3 separate regions of the Pan troglodytes genome follow, and all the other regions are linked to region 1. Evidence: chromatin contacts called from public Hi-C and HiChIP or PLAC-seq data. All regions are on one chromosome and are shown on one strand. The core of a region is the stretch at or near the end of the contact, and the rest is flanking DNA. Distances in the headings are between cores, read along the strand shown.

Region 1 (3,465 bases), core at 956-3,455:
CTCCTGAGCTCAGGCAATCTGCCCACCTCAGCCTCCCAAAGTGCCAGGATTACAGCCGTGGGCCACCGTGCCTGGCCCAGAAAAAAAAAATTCTTAAATAATCATTATCAATACTGACAAGGATAAAGTAAGAACTCTCAGAAACTGCTAATCAGAGTGTAAACTAAGACAACTACTTTTTTTTTGGTAGAGACAAGTCCTGCTATGTTGCCCAGGGTGGTCTCAAACTCCTGGGCACAAGCTATCCTCCCTTATGCCTCCCAAAGCACTAGGATTACAGGTACAAGCCACCACATCCAGCCTGTGATTTCTTCTTTATGCTTTCTTCGTGTATCTAAATTTTCTACAAGTAGCATGTGTTGCTTTTATAATAAAAGAGGAAGTATTCTTGCCACTGAGCTTAAGAAAAAGAAAAAAAAAAGAGAAAAGGGATGCTAAAAAAAAAATAAAGAACACATGATTTTCCTTCAAATTCCTAGTGATTGCCTCTCTCTGTCGCCCAGGCTGGAGTGCAGTGGTGGGATCTCGGCTCACTGCAACCTCCACCTCCCAGGTTCAAGCAATTCTCCTGTCTCAGCCTTCCGAGTAGCTGGGACTACAAGCACCCACGACCATGCCCGGCTAATTTTTGTATTTTTAGTAGAGACGGGGTTTCACCATGTTGGTCTGACTGGTCTCGAACTCCTGACTTCAGGTGATCCGCCCGCCTTGGCCTCCCAAAGTGTTGCGATTACAGGCGTGAGCCACCGCGCCCGGCCTCTCTTAGACTTTCAAGCATCCTTTCATCTGAGTGGCTTCAAAGAGCCGGACTACTAGATCCACAGACCACGTTCCTCCTATCTCCACTCCTGGAGAAGACCGGCATAATGATCACCATAAGCTTGGAGTCAGAGATGTGATTCCCAGATCCGCCACCCTCCTATATATTTAGTAATTACAAGAAGTTAGCTAATTCCCTTGAGCTTCGCAGTCTCCTTGAATAAAATGGAAACAAGAATACCTTCCTTACAAGTTAGAGTAAGGCCTTTAGAGAATGAGATAATGCTTGCAAAGAGCTTAGTACAGTGCCTGGCCCAAAGCAGATGCCCAGAAACATGCGGCTATAATTGCAATGATCTTTCGGTTGCTGGGCTCCAGATTCCACTTTTCAGAACTTCAGTTTCACTATGAGGAAGGGGTGCTGCCTCCCTAATTTGGCTAGATAAGCCTTCTCCACAGGGCAAACCCCTGACTCAATTTCATATTTGAATTCCCAGACTGCTACCCAAACCTTCCCTTCTGAAGTTCTGTTGCTTCCTGTCCACTACAGGGCTGAGCACTCACGCTCTAATCCGATCCTCGTGGTACCAGATGTCTTGGATGGGAGCTTTGGCTTTGCCATATCGCACTCGAGGCCTTTGGAAGACGGGCTCCCTCAGCGGGGGAAAGGCGTCATATACGTCAAACCACAGGGGCTTCTCCTTCAGCACCCCGGCCCGAACCAGGTCCCGAGTCCTTAGGGAGGGAACAGAACGAAACTGGGTCACTTGCAGTAGCCTGCCAAAGCCCCTGAATCAGTCTAGCACAGCTTGGGACATTAAAGGTATTATGCGGTCTGCAACACAGAACGGGGGAGGACTGCTCCCCACCTACAGGGAAGGTCTGTCCACATCCCAAACCAAACTTAACAACGCTCAGGAGAGTTAAATCCCTCTATCTTCTTTTGTGCGTCCCACCCACGTTCGGTCACGGAAAAATGCAAGAGCGGTCTTGCATGACCTGATAAGGAAGGCCCATCAGGCTCTTCCTCCCTTCCTCTTCCTAGAGACCTCCACTCGGGGAGAGGCAGCTGCAATAATCTTTAACATGACACATAAATTCAAGGAGAGACATCCTCAGGCACAACTATTCGGAGCCAGGAGAAAACATGAGAGGGCCTCACCCAGCTCAGCCCCCGCACCCTGCAATACGCCTCGCCCTGCTCAGGTCCGCTCCAAGGAAGAGCGTGACCGGCTGAGAACCCCAGCCTGGGGGAGGCACCCTCAGCCCACCACGGCTCGGAGCACACACCGGGAGAAGATGCTCCCTACGGTTTCCAGCCGGCTGCCTGCCATGATCTGCGCCTGATACCGAGCGTGACTAGCTGCTACCGGAACCGGAAGCGGCTGCTCCAGGTAAAGGGCGCATAAGTTGCTGGCCGAGCCAAGGATCGCTGCGCTTTCACCGCAGCCCCTGCGGGAGAGCGGCGCAGGCAGAAGCAAGTGATAGGCCGAACGTGCGCGCTCCGAGGTTACTTGCCAGGTTCAGGCAGGAGCACTCGATAGCCGAGCCAAAAGGGCGGGAGCGAGCCAAAGCCGGACAGAAGTAATAAATGACCGAGCTGTGGGAGGGATTCATTATGGTGGTTGCTTTACTCTCTCTCGCCTTGTTGAACCAACTTCTCTGAAAAGGTGGGGCCGCGCGGAGGAGAAGTAGTGGGGCAGAGCGGGGGTGAGGCGCAGCCTACAGTCCTAGGGGAGCCAACAAAGGCCGAGATTTGAGGTCACCAGCTTTAGGCCCAGGCTGAGCCTAATGTTGTTTAGAGTCACAGACTACGCAGAAGAAAACCAAGGCCGGGGAGGGGCCGTCACTTGCCCAGCGTCGTGCTAGATCTCGCGCCTCCGCCTCTGGCTGTGTAGTGCTCCCCACTAAGCCCCTCGTCCCCGGAGTGCCACCTGCATCCACGCTAACTAGGATGCTGGCTGCAACTCGTGTTTCCCGCGGCCGGTGTCGCGGGCTACCTCCTCCTTGGAACTCGAAAAGTGAAAGTGTCCGAAACAAACAGACGCCGAGAGGGAAACGAAAAAATCTGGAGAAAGTCATCTCTCAGTGTTAAACTGTAAAAAAATATAAACTGTGTGTAGCATACCCTTTGACCCAGTAATCATATTTCGGGGAAAGAACCCCTTAGAAATTAAAGCATCAATTCATGAGGATGTTTGTGCAAGGATCATCGTTGCAGCATTGTTTGTAGTGGGAAAAAAAATCCATCAGATGAGAAATAGCTGGAAAATTATTGTTCATACTTTCTTTGGAACCCTATGCAGCTATTAAAATGAATGAGCTAGATCCACATGTATTTACCTAGGTTAAGGTACATGACTTATGTTTAAATGAAAAACGAAGTTGCAAAGAAACATGTTTAGTGGAATCTCAACTTGTTAGAAAAAAAAAAAAAAGGAAAAAGAAACACCTCTATATATGTTTGTGTTTGAGGATAGAAATTCTGCAGAAGGACACCCAAGGCTGTGAACATTGGATATCTCGGAGTGAAACTGCAGGCAGGGAAGGGAGAATTTTTTCTTCCTTTACACATGCTTCAGAGTTTGACTTGTAAAGAGATTGTATTCATATTTGAACTTTTAATCCAATGAATGTTTTGAATCACACACAATGTCTCCTGGGAGCCTAGTCAAGTCATCCTAGAGTCCTCCCACTCTGAGGCGG
Region 2 (3,464 bases), core at 510-3,009, 140 kb after region 1:
GGGGAAGTTCATGAATTCCATAATGTTGGGTATTTTAGATTTTAAGAAGCCCAAATATATTTCCATAACTACTTAAAGATCAAATTGCCCACATTTGAAAAAATATGTCTTAAAACAACAGGCCAGTCTACACAGTAGGTAATTTCTGAGTTATCCAATTCTCTATATTAACTCCACTAGGATGAATCCAGTGGCTGGGAGAATAATTTTTTGAAAATTCTGCATCCGTTCCTGTTAGTTTCAAAAGGTATCAAGCGCCCCAGCTACGCGTTTGGGATTTCACGAAGTATTCAAAGGAAAATAACTCAGAGAGGCGGGAAGAACGCACTTAAAAGTGACGAGCTTCCTAACCTCCTCCAGTTCCGAAGTTTCCCCGTGAGCTCATCGCTACTGCCCACTGAATGCTTCGTTTTGCAAACAGAAACGAAGTAGGAAAAAAATAAGTTCCAGCCTAGATCTGCCAAACAGGGGTCCCCCATCTAAAGTGGGCGGGCCAGAGAATTGCCAAAACACATCGGCTACAGTCACTTTCAAGTTTCTTGCAAAAAAGCGAAGACCAACATCCCAGAGAGTGACTCATCTGGGGGCTTTGTAAGCGGACTTTGTTTGCTCTCTCCACTTGGTTGGAGGAAACGTTCGAGGTGGGCGAGAAAGAAAAGCGCTTCGGGAGAAGGTCGGGCCTCCAGGAGTCCCGGCCCCCACCGCTCCCCGCCTGCCCCGGGCCGGCCCGGCTGGGGGATTCCCCAGGCTGAATGGGACGGCGGGAGAGCTGGACAGAGGGAGAAGGTGTCAGCTGCCAAGGCTCGGCTGAGACTTGGGAAAAAAAAATGTAAATCCAGTGAAAAAGTTTGGGGAGGGGATACACACTCACAACATCCGCCCCCCCCAACTGGGTAAACACGAGAGGGGTGGTGGCGGTGAGGGGGAGTGGCGGGGAACCTAGGGATACCCGCTATTCGCGGGGACACGGGAGGGGGTCAGAAAGTCAACACACGCACGCACACACACAAAAAGACGAGGAAGGTGAAAAGAGAACAAGCGAAAGATGGATGAAGTGGCGGGGAGGAGACTCAGGGCAGGACCTGGGGACCTCCTCACCCCACCGTGCGGGACCGGGCCGGCACGCAATGGCCCAGCAGCCCGCGCTATCCAGCGGCCCGGCGCCCTCCTTTCTCTGGGCCGCGGGGTGGTGACAGCGACCGGCCTCCTCCCTTCCCCTTCAGAGCGAGAGGGAAGGGTGTGTGTGAGTGTGTGTGTGTGCGTCTGTGTGCTGGGGGGCCCCCGGGTTCACCCCGAGGCCTGCTATCTCCCCCGCACCCCGTGAGGCCGCCTCCTTTCACCTCAGCAGCCCCGCTCCGCCGGGGCGGGCGGGCGGGCGGAAAAACAAAGGGGGATTAAGGCCGGGCCGGAGAGCGGAGCCGGGAGGGAGGGGAGGAGGAGCGCCCGCCCGCCCGCCAGCCCGGGGCCCGGCCCCCCTGTCCCCCCCGTGCCCCCCCGGGGGGGCCCCCAGTACCTGGAACAGGAACGCGGTCCAGTTGGCCTCCATGGCTGCGGCGGCCGACCCCCCTCCTCCCCACTCCCCCCGCTCGGGGAGCCTCCTCAGCCGGAGGAGGCGACAACAAAGCGGCGGCGGCGGCGGCGGCAACGGCAGCGGCGGCTCCTCAACATGGCAGCGCCGAGCGCGGCCACTTCCGGTAACCTCCGGGACGCACCACCGCGGCGGCGAGCGCGGGCGGGGGGGGGAGCCCCGGCCCGGCCGCCGCCGCCCCCAGTCGCCCGGACCCCCTCTGGGCGTCCCCGCTGCCGGCTCGCCGCCTCGGAGCTCAGCCAGTGCCCGCTGGCGGTGGGGTCAGGGCCCCCGCGGGGGGGCTGGGGTGGGGCCCGGGGCGGGGATGGGGCGCGGCGTCCCCCCCCGCGGGGGTGTGTGGTGCTGCGGTCCGTGGCTCAGGCAGCTGGAGCAGGGGGAGCTCAGGAGAGAAGATGGAGGACGCCAGGGTCTGGCGCTGGCCCGCTGGGCACAGCTGGGCCGTCTCCCGTGACTCAGACACGGTGTCCAGCACCGTCGCGTCCCTGTTAGACCCTCAGCGGAGGGCACAGGCCACGGCGGACACTCGGCTCTTCAGTCGCTCATGCACAGCATGGTCCCCACCTCCAAATTGGGGGAAGCCCTTTCGACTTCGAGCCTCTCTTCCTTTTGGCATTTCCTCCCCGGCCGGCTAAGCCCTCTGCGCTCTCGCTATGATATGCATCTCATGGCGAGATGGCCTTCCAACTCAAGCAGGGAATCCCACTGGGGTGCAGCCTCAGATCCTCTCAGTGTGGAGGGAAACACTTCCCACGCGTAGAGATGTCATTACTGGGTTATTCTTGGGTGAAGGGCTGAGCCTCCCCATCCTCCCCTTCACTCCAAGATAGGATGTGAAATTCTATCCCAACACCCCTCCTCTCCCGCCAAAAATAAAAACAAGTGAGATAGTATAGACAAGAAATTATTTTAGTCCTTTAGTACAGTCTGTTTCCTCCTTCACCCCCAGAACAAAAATCGAACTTCTGGTTGGACAGCGTCAGATGTCACTGAGGTGACCCCAGCCTGTTTGCAGTTCCAAGTCTTCCGTGTAGGCGTCACTGCTACTGGAACTTTGTAGATGAGGAGCCTGTATGATGATGTCCTGAACATTTCTATCCTTTCCTCACACAGAGGGAAGCTACTGGGAATATCAGAGACAAGCTATTATTAAACAAGTGTCTCTAGTCCAAGACATCTCCTGTGGCAGGGAAATGAGGGGGCAGGCTGTATCAGTGATATTTTTATAAACTCTGGTTTTAGAAAAAATTCTTCAGATGGACGCATTATTTTAAGACTTTAACATTTTCCAAAACCAACTGAATCTTATCCCCTCCATTTATCCCCCTCCAGACACTTCTAATCAAGGTCACCATCTCCAACTTCCCCCATAGACAATAAAAATATGGCTGGAGAATTCTACTGTAATAGAAAACCAAGGAGATATAGTAATTTGACAGTGTGTTTCCTTTCCATCCACTAGACAAGAATACCCCCTCCCATTCTTTCCTCCCCTCAGTCACCAGAATGAAGGGGCTGGAAAACGTTGGTCTGGTTCCTTTTAGAGCTGATTCCCCATTGGATACTGCCTGGAGGCCTTGGGGATGAATGAGAAGTTCTGCAGTTTGGATCAGTAGCAGAAGCAGGTAACACATCAGGGAACCGGTCAGCCTAAGATAGGAGGGGACAGAAAATGATGAGTTTCTGATACATTTATCAGCTAAATTGCTATGGTCACCCCCATGTCTCCTGTAATGTCCAAACCTAAGGAATTAACTAAGTAAACTAAAACCTTTGTGTTCTTGCTCTGACCTTGGACAATGGAATTCTTTTTATTTTCATTCAGTGGATAGCAAATCTGCTTCTTCCCTGCCTTAACTCACTCAAGGTCTCTGTGATG
Region 3 (3,408 bases), core at 579-3,078, 160 kb after region 1:
AGCGTGGTGATCCTCTGCTTCTCCTTGGGGAGTAACTGCGACTCCTGCTGTTGCTTCTGCTACGGCTTCTGCTACGACTACGGCTTCGAGATCGAGATCTTCCATAACTTGGACTTCTGGGCCCATCAACTTTAACCCGGATGTAGGCAGTTTCTCCCTATTGGATAGACAGAACTTTCCATTGAAAGATCTAAGCTTTCATCTGTCTTCAGACATGCTGAATGAATACAATGTAACTAAAACCAGAAATCTGGCAATTTACTCGGACACCCTTGCCTGAATCCTTACCTTGAAGTTCCACTGTTAAGACCACTGTATCCAATTCTGGTCAAAGAAAAGAATACGTGTATAACCTACCTCATGAGATCTAAACTTAGTGTTATCCAGTTTTCGAACTGCATAGGTCATATCTTCTTTCCGTACAAACTCCACGACACCAGTGCCATCTCGGTAAACATCAGCATAACATACATCACCTGCTTCACGCATGTGATCCTTTAAATCCTGCCAACTTCCACTTGGAGGCAGTCCTGGAAAAGTGATTTTTTTTTTCTTAGTATCAATTATCTTAAATTTCACGTTAAGCTGGTAAGGTACATTAGGACAAAGAGTACTTTAAAGTACTTAATAGGTGTACTTAAGTGATACCAGGTAAAGAGAGCTGGTAAGATTCTGGAATCCAGAGTCCAAAATTATTTGTAACGATCTTCGTATCTAGTACCGCAACCTAATTTGGTAAATCACCACAGCAGCAATCCTCGTTTATTAAATTCACCCAAAAACTTAAGCAATTTAAGACCTAGCATGAAAAATTTGCAATTATTAAACCTGTCACGCAAGAGAAAAAATTTAGGTAGTTTTCGTCCCTTCACATCAATCCACACAACCAGTACACTCACCAGAGACAACCACTCTGTTTTCAGACCGCCTGGATGGGGGGCCATAGCGACCTCGGGGAGCTCCGCCACCTCCACCCCCGCCGCCGCCTCGGCCTGTTCCACGGCCGCTTCGAGGAAACTCCACCCGCAGACGGTACCCATCGTAATCATAGCCGTCGCGACCATACACCGCGTCTTCCGCGTCTCTGCGGGATCGCAGAAAGTAAAAGGATGAGAAACACCAGGAGGAGAAGCTCGCTCAGTCGGGAACCAGCAAACCCCCCGCACATGCGCACCCAACGTGGAAGAGCCCACATGCGCCGCATAATAGGAATGGCCCCTCCCCCACCCAGAAACACGCCAGGCTCCCAACCACTACACCAGCCCTCAGCGCCTCAGTTTCCCGCTCCAGCCTGCGAATGGGCTCCGGGGACGTCCAAGGCGAGGCGCCAGAGAAGCCACACCAACTCAGCTCCTTACTCGACTCCTGCATGGGCGATACAGTCTCGCCCCAACCTCTCTAAGAGCCCCCGCTTCCCCGTTCTCTATGTTAAGGCCTTGGAGCCTTCCCCGACTACTCGGACCTATTTCCTCAAGGCTGCAAGCCCCATGCCGCCTCACCGCGGGTCCTCGAACTCAACGAAGGCGAAGGGCGGTCCCCCGCGGCGATTCTTGAGGTCGATGTCGCGGATAGCGCCGTATTTGTAGAACACGTCCTCAATGTCCTTGGTTCGGATGTCTGGAGGTAAGTTACCCACGTAGATGCGGCAATCGTTGTTCCCTGCGGGGCCACGAATCACACCACCTCCCGACATGGCGGTGACGAAAAGCGCGGACTCGAGAACAGGCCTTCCCACCAAGCCTAGCGCACGGCAGAGCGAGCCCGCAGCGGCACCACGTCTCCCGCGGCCCCTCCAAAATGGCGCCTTTATCAGCTCGGCGCACGGATATGGGGGGGAGACAGAGGAAGAGAAGCGGAAGGAAACAGCGATTCGATCCCAACACGCACGCGCGGGAGCGCAACGGGTGCTGCGAGGGCTACGCTCAGCGCACGCGCACGCACGCGCGACGTCACCCTCCGCACGAAGGGGGAAAAAAAGTCCCCCGCGTTCCCAGCTTGGGGTGGTTTGCGAACAGAGTGACCAGCCGTTTGGTAAAAGTTAAATAACGAACTTTCGTTAAAGGAGCTAGTCATCCAGGTCGGGTCTTGAAGGATGGTCGATTTCTCCAGGAATGAGGATCTTTGAAAGCAACTCGGCGCCTTCAAAGCACTTGGTGAAACCTAGCCTAAAGCGTTGTCCCACCATGCTCTGCGGCGATAACGGCCTTTGGCGGGAAAGAGTCTCGGAGGCGGGGCCAAAAGGGGACGGCCCGGGCGGTTGCTCCGGAAACCCGGGTATCTTCGTAGGGTGCGTCTAGTCCAGAGCTGAGTTGCGGGTGATTGAACGGAGAGCTGGGGCGTTGGTTTGTCTTCCCGCCCCTGCTGCGAATAGACCGTGGCTGCTTAGACAGATGTGTCTAATTTAGCGAAACCGATTTAGATTCCTTAATCCTCTTCATTAAGTACCGTTCCACCTTCTCGTCAGAACTTTGCATAGCTCGGTTCAGCACTCCTAGTGCTAGTCGCAGTGGGTCCGTATCTCGACCGGCAACGTGGTACCCGCCAACCAGAAGGGGTAACACCGTACCGCCTATGGGACCCACACCTTTTTATCTCTTGTTAGTCGCCTGTCCGTGGGACTAGCGCAGAATGCCTGCAGAATGAATCGTTTCTGTTGTTTCCTTTCAAAGAACGAGAAGGAAGAAAGGGTGCGTGTGTGCAGTCCTTTTTTCAAAAGTTTTCCCTAAAAGTTACTGATACACCAGGTTTTGAAAATACCGGTCCTCTCAGGTAATAAAATGGAGCAAAATGGATGTGAGAACCGTAACCACTAGAGACCGCGGTTGCTATTCAGGACTGTGATCCTATTTGCCTGCGGCATTGGGAGATAACATTTTACATGTTTTTCGACGTCTGAAATCTGGATTTTTATGTGAAATCCTGGGATTTTTAAACGTCGCTAATGAATTAAAATTCAAATCAGGCTGGGCGCGGTGGCTCACGCCAGCACTTTGGGAGGCCGAGGCGGTTGGATCACTTGAGGTCAGGAATTCGAGACCAGCCTGGCCAACATGGTGAAATCCCGTCTCTACTGAAAAAACAAAAATTAGCCGGGCTTGGTGGCAGGCGCCTGTAATCCAGTCTACTCGGGAGGCTGAGGCAGGAGAATCGCTAGAACCCTGGAGGCGGAGGTTGCAGTGAGCTGAGATGGCGCCATTGCACTGCAGCCTGGGCTACAGAGTGAGACTCCTCCAAAAAAAAAAAAAAAGAGGGGGAAACAACAACAAATTAAAATCAAACCCTGCAGTCATAAATTTGCCATAACAGATCTACACACTGAATTTAAGGGATAATTTTCTTCATGTTATTTATTTACAGCAGTCCCTTTCCGCAAGGATGTGAGGCAACTTACAGAGATACCATAAAACA

Evidence for each region. Hi-C and Micro-C count contacts between places; a contact is called where the count stands out from the background. HiChIP or PLAC-seq counts read pairs in DNA pulled down with a chosen protein or histone mark.
Region 2: a contact with region 1 is called in an H3K4me3 HiChIP or PLAC-seq map of stem cell-derived excitatory neurons, with 5 times the contacts expected there. The contact joins the promoter of VEZF1 here to the promoter of MRPS23 in region 1. A contact is called at or near these places in 4 of 7 Hi-C or Micro-C datasets (blood, induced pluripotent stem cells and stem cell-derived neural progenitor cells), 1 of 1 datasets of contacts at active chromatin or transcription factors (stem cell-derived excitatory neurons) and 1 of 1 other capture datasets (stem cell-derived neural stem cells).
Region 3: a contact with region 1 is called in a Hi-C map of stem cell-derived neural progenitor cells, with 6 times the contacts expected there. The contact joins the promoter of SRSF1 here to the promoter of MRPS23 in region 1. A contact is called at or near these places in 1 of 7 Hi-C or Micro-C datasets (stem cell-derived neural progenitor cells), 1 of 1 datasets of contacts at active chromatin or transcription factors (stem cell-derived excitatory neurons) and 1 of 1 other capture datasets (stem cell-derived neural stem cells).

What each region holds. Positions count from the first base shown.
Region 1 is chr19:70,969,352-70,972,816 of NHGRI_mPanTro3-v2.0_pri, forward strand. MRPS23 (mitochondrial ribosomal protein S23) reads right to left here and starts at 2,206. Exons shown (of 5, transcript XM_511903.7): 1 at 2,050-2,206; 2 at 1,324-1,494. The coding sequence starts at 2,093.
Region 2 is chr19:71,108,678-71,112,141 of NHGRI_mPanTro3-v2.0_pri, forward strand. It overlaps VEZF1 (vascular endothelial zinc finger 1), which reads right to left and starts at 1,760. Exons shown (of 6, transcript XM_016932623.3): 1 at 1,514-1,760. The coding sequence starts at 1,546. LOC134808892 (a long non-coding RNA gene) reads right to left here. Exons shown (of 2, transcript XR_010153025.1): 1 at 3,088-3,464; 2 at 2,474-2,708.
Region 3 is chr19:71,127,576-71,130,983 of NHGRI_mPanTro3-v2.0_pri, forward strand. It overlaps SRSF1 (serine and arginine rich splicing factor 1), which reads right to left and starts at 1,829. Exons shown (of 5, transcript NM_001195547.1): 1 at 1,500-1,829; 2 at 900-1,084; 3 at 358-530; 4 at 1-157. The coding sequence starts at 1,693.